Regions from separate parts of the Sus scrofa genome. Here region 1 is linked to region 2. Evidence: chromatin contacts called from public Hi-C data. All regions are on one chromosome and are shown on one strand. Each heading gives the region's core, a stretch centred on a gene start, on an enhancer-like site or on the middle of the called end of the contact. The rest is flanking DNA. Distances are from core to core; before and after follow the strand shown. Region 1 overlaps ETS1 (ETS proto-oncogene 1, transcription factor). Region 2 overlaps ETS1 (ETS proto-oncogene 1, transcription factor).

What was found. A called contact is a pair of places that touch in the nucleus more often than the background predicts.
Region 1: a Hi-C map of blood shows a contact between it and region 2, with 2.1 times the contacts expected there. The contact joins two enhancer-like sites. A contact is called at or near these places in 7 of 47 Hi-C or Micro-C datasets (adipocytes, alveolar macrophages, blood and 1 more) and 1 of 2 datasets of contacts at active chromatin or transcription factors (skeletal muscle).

Annotation. Positions count from the first base shown.
Region 1 is chr9:55,434,476-55,437,175 of Sscrofa11.1, forward strand. All of the region lies in intron 3 of ETS1 (ETS proto-oncogene 1, transcription factor), which reads right to left. Among named protein-coding and RNA genes, the nearest start is that of ETS1, 76 kb to the right of the region's middle. Within about 2 kb of position 1,431, at least 8 of the 83 cell types and tissues checked have an H3K27ac peak or open chromatin away from gene starts, as enhancers often do.
Region 2 is chr9:55,401,486-55,404,185 of Sscrofa11.1, forward strand. All of the region lies in intron 7 of ETS1 (ETS proto-oncogene 1, transcription factor), which reads right to left. Among named protein-coding and RNA genes, the nearest start is that of ETS1, 110 kb to the right of the region's middle. Within about 2 kb of position 1,381, at least 19 of the 83 cell types and tissues checked have an H3K27ac peak or open chromatin away from gene starts, as enhancers often do.

The sequences.
Region 1 (2,700 bases), core at 181-2,680, 33 kb after region 2:
CAGAGGGAAAGTGCGTATCTGTCTAGTAACCTGTGGGGTAACTCACCTTTTTTCACTTCTTGAGAAAGAACTCACCAGCCATCCCACTTAAAAGTTTGGCCAGTGGTTTGGCAGCACAGAAAGCTGGGCAGATTTTTCAGATCCCGTATCATTAGTGATCTCTGCAACCTACTCATAGCTCAATAATTAGCCAACTGTATACAGGGGGCCCACTAACTGCATAGAAAACATGCAGGGACATCTACCTCTAGCAAAGAAGGATGCTTTGTTAACATTTCTATCTCTGGCTAATGGACAGTAGTCACAGTCGTTGTAATAATAGTACTAGTGCTGATAATAATAGCAATGCACCAGGTACTCATCAAATCAAGGAAATACTTGGCATGTATGTGGCTGAATGGACATGTCCAGCGGTTTCGAGAATTCCAGCTTCCTGTTCTGACTCTGACACTTACTTACCAAGTAAAACCTTGGGAAAGATACTTAGCATCACAGCTGGGCATCCGTTGCCCCACTTGTAACATGTCTGTCACTCAAAGGATTACCTTGAAATGTGGGCAAGTCTCATGTCAAACTGCAAAACGCTACCAGATTACAACCAAGTCAACAATGAGCTGACAAACAATATGCACAAACCTGAGTCTTTCCCCAGGTCCAACCAACATTCAGATATTTCTGAGAAGGATGAAGCAGACACGAGCTTGGGCGTTAGCTACACCTGGGCTTGAATCTGAATGCCACTCGCCGGCTGTGTGACCTTAGCCACGTCACTTAATCTCTCTGTTTCTTCATCTGAGAGATGGGAATAATACTTAGCTTTCAGGACTGGGGTAAAAGAATGAGATGCTTGGCCCATTAATAAGCCAGCACCCAATAACTAACAGAAAAGACAAAAACTCAAAAGGTAAAAAGACCTGAAGAGAGAGAGATGCCTGCATCAGTATAAGCAGATCAGCTCTGCCTTCTCATCAGTGGCAGTTTTTCTTGTCTTTCCCCAAACTGACCTTAGGTCCCCACTTCTCAAAGAAAAGGGCAACTGTGTCAGACCCTTTCTCAAAAGGTAGCAATAACATCGAGCGTATGTATGATTATCAGATAATCGCTGGGTGCAATCGACACGCCTCCACAGCTCTAAGTGCAGCCTTTGAAAGGCGCTTGCCACACCCCAGCACACACTTGCAGCTTCCTGGCCTCGGGGTGGGGGAGACACCAGAGCAGGTGGGATCTCGCCTGTCACCCACCCCACCCCACCCAACCCCCAAGCTACAGGAGGGCCAGATGCCATTCCCTGCATGCCCAGTAGCCAGGGGCCAGGCCCGTCTCTCACTGGGGTGGCTTTGAGCAGAAATGCACTCCTGCTGCTGGAGGGGCCTGCTGGTGGCCAGAGCAGCACCCTGAGAAGGGGCAGCTCAGATGAAATGACCAGCTCAGGCCACACGTTCGGCCCTGAGGATGCAGCTGGGGCTCCTGGCTGCTTCACCTACCGGATCCCCAGCCTGTCTCCTTCCTGCAGAGCAGACCCACTACGGGAGCTGCTTTCCGCTGCCACGGTAGCAAAGGCTTATGGAAAAAGGAAGCTGTTTCATGGAGGACGACCAAGAGGAAGGTCTGACTCCTGGTCCAGCGTTGCCCCAGAGACAATATGTTTCTCCAACTGTAAGCAAAGGCCTGTAACAATTCCTAAGGCTTTCTCCATGAAAGGTAACACTCACACACGTTTCCAAAGTCCTCCCAATGACAGAGCTGATGAACACAATTTGGGGATCTGGAGAAAAGCATCCCCATTTTGCCTGCCTCTTGAATGACATTCTATCTGCTCTCTCCAAGCTTTCATTATTTTAAACGTTACCCAGAGTCCTAAAATAACACTGTTAAGAGAAACAGTGATTTTCTAGGTCATCTTCTCCAGTGCATTGATTGGACTGATGAAGGACATAAGATCCAGGAAAAAAAAAAAAAAAAAATGATGACTTGTTCAAGGTCCCAGAGACAAACAGGTGCAAAGCCATGGCTAGAATCCAGGCCTCCTGGGTCTCCAGGCAGTCAGAGTCCCCCAGAGTGGACCTTCAACTTCTTTTGAACACGAAATGTATGTCTACACTGCTACTAGGTCTTCTCTTAGCATTCTATGAATCCCCACTGCATCCCGTGCCTTTAATTGGTATTGCAATGATACAAGACAACCAACACATCATGTATAGAATTAACGTAAACCGGAGGCAAGAAATCTCAAACAAGAAAAAGAAAAATAAGGACAAGAAGGATAGACGTCAACACATGGAAACTCTTCCCCTGAAAATGCCCCGGGGGGCATTTTCTGAAGGCTATGTTAAAATCAGACTCGACCATGGACTCTCGTGAATGGTACGGAATGAGAGGACTTATTCCGGCACCAAACTCTAATTGCACAAAAACATCATTACTTGAGAGTCCACATAGGACCTGGCACCTAGGAGTTCCTAAAAACATACTTTAAGAACCATGTATCTACACACCCTCACCAGGTCTAGGAGCTCCCTGACCTGACCTAGATTGTTTATTTTCCATTTGTACCTTGAAAATATGTACCTGATTGATTCTGTCATCTTCTCTGAGGTTTAACGCTTATTCTGATAAACTGATAGAGAGGTTTTAACAACTAACAGTATGAGTGGGAGGTAAAGTCAAGCTCCCAAAAAGGGGGTGGGGGCAGCTCTCATA
Region 2 (2,700 bases), core at 131-2,630:
AAGTTATGAGATGCTTTTTCCAAGAGATTAAAAAAGAAAACACTATCACTCTTCTAAATAGAAATCCATATTCTTTGTTCCCTCCAAGTACAGTTTTGTACTTGAAATTGGTACTTTATTGGGGAAATGTGGGCAATAGAAAACAAAGATGTTGATTAAAGAGTTAAGGTCCCTCGCAATGTCAGAAACCCTTTACTCTATGAGTTGCTTAAGGCATTCTTAACTGACCACAAGATCATGCAAGTTCATTAATTTCCCAAAACAGGTTATAAACAGCTGCTATGATTGCATCATAGCTCCTAGAGAAATTTCCATTGGCAAAAATGCCATGAAAAAAAGAGGCTAAAAAGGGGGTGGGGGGCGAAAATAAATGCATCCAACTGCTGAAAAGGCTCACAGGAATATTTTTTATGTTTTTATTTCCAGATACTTTCCAGGCAACCTAAATTAAATCATAGGAGATGAAATGGCCACTTCAGTTCAGCAACGTCAAGAGGCCAAAGGATGTGACAAATGTGTGTATGCAGAAATACCTGTGAGTCAGGCCTGGCCAGTCTATTACGTACGAAGTTGAAATCCCACAATCAGGTTGGTATACACAAAGCATGACTGGTGTGCTTCGGCTATATTCTCCCCTTGATAGCAGAGGGGATTTACAATGAAATTCAAATATTTAATTCTGGTGTCCAAACTGAAACTGGAAGGAAGAAATGTTGCTTCCCAAATGTTTCTTTTTTAAGTCCCAGATAAAAGATGTTCAGTTAGATAGGTCATTTTTGCATCATCTACTACTGTAGATTTCCCGAACCTCTTATCCAATCCTGCTTGGAACAGACACAGGTATTTATCGGCCTCATCTCATTTTCTAATCATTCATTCAAAGAAGGGTAAGCCCCACAAGGCAAACCGAACAGCTTCGTTCAGTTTTCGGTCCTGCCTACCCAGTCCACTGTCACATTTGCAACTTTTATTATCATGACAAATGAAGGGATGGTCCCTTCCAGAAATTCGCATTAACAGACTCAAGCAAACAACCAAGAGTGCAACAGCCTCTTTTCAACAGAGCAGGAAATTTTGTGGCCTCTCATAATGAGGCGTTTGCTCAGCCCAGCTCCCCATCTGTAATGGTCCTTCCACGTCTCTGTGACAGACACATACTGAAAAACCTAAGAAAGATACCGCATATTCTCCTAAAGAAAAGCCCACCACCGACGTTTAGGATGTATTTACACTCAAGTGTCTCTGAGATGATTCTCTCAGTCATTTTTATATGGGGAGGGCACGGAGACTGGAATTTCCACACGCAAGACAGTTGCGAGTCTAAGGAGTCCCAAAGAGCAAGGGCACGAAACGAGGCCACAACCACTCTCTGGCAGCCTCTCAAACATGAGCCAAATGTTACTCTGTTGAGAGTTGCGGTTTAGAGCAGGAGGCTGCTTTCATTTTAGCTCTCTTTCACAATCCTGGAGCTGGAACCTTCATTTACGGGTATTTTCTCCCCAGATGGGTTGACTCCAACTGGATTAAACACTCGGTTATGCTACTGTGCTCACGCAGGGAAGCTCAGGTCCCCCAAGACATCCATCGCCAGCTTTTCTGAGAACCTTCTCGGCGAGGTCCTTCCAAAGCTATCTGACTCCACCAAACAGACCGCAGGAAGCTCCCAACAATAATAGAGTAAATGCACCACCCACCCACTCCCCCCCCCCCCCGGCCCCCCACCGAACAGACCAGCACAAAGAAGACAGTTCTCCAAATCCAAAGGAGTGGAACATAGAAGCACTTTGTATACCCTCATGCGGTATATGAACACTAGGATTATTGTGGATAATCGGTGAACAGTGATGCTTTCAGTCTGGACCCATCCTGCCGCCAGATCCAATCCGCTCCCAGAATGTGTCCCGCTCGCGGCACGTCTAACGTGCAAAAAGCAGCCGCAAACAAAACAGGCTGTCACTCAAGTCGATGTGGTGTGAAGTAGGGAGAATGAGGCCAGAGAGAAATCCTTCCTCTCCCTGGCTACAGGTTATGGGTCATCATCTGTATCCCTGGATACAGGTCACTGTCTGGCTCATCATCCACTGGAGCGGGGTGGGGGGGCAGTCACAGGGGATCACGGGGGATCACGGGGACGGTGGGGTTCAAAACCAAAAACCAAGAGAAGAAGAGGGAGAAGGGACGATTACACAAAAGGCGAAGCCAGACGCAACGAGCCACAATGGGACAGCGGATCTACCCCGAAGGACAACACGGCTGGGCCCCAACACACACTCAGCCTCAGCACATGCGCGCAGAGAGCCCCCTGAGAAAGAAAGTCGTTCTGTCGCTGTGACTCGCCTGAGAAAAAAGGTACACATGCATGTGTAGGTATTTAAATAGATCTGTATCCAAAAATAAGAATCAGAAAGGGGAAGGCCAAGCTGGTCCCACCCAGCCCCTTCTGTCTGAAACACAAACACCCGGGGGGCCGAGAAGGGAAGATTAGAGGTTCCGATTTTGCTGGGGACTTTCCCTCTGCAGGCCTGCTGGTCATCTCCAGGCCTGCTGGGGGTGCGGGGGAGTGGGAGACTGAACCCTCAAAGGAGAGGACAACTTGTACGGCCCAGGAGGCCTCTGGGCCCCGGAAGAGGGGACAGGGTCACTGGTGAGCAGAAATCACCAGGAGGCTGGCCAGGCCCACTGTGGTGGCCCAAGTCCACT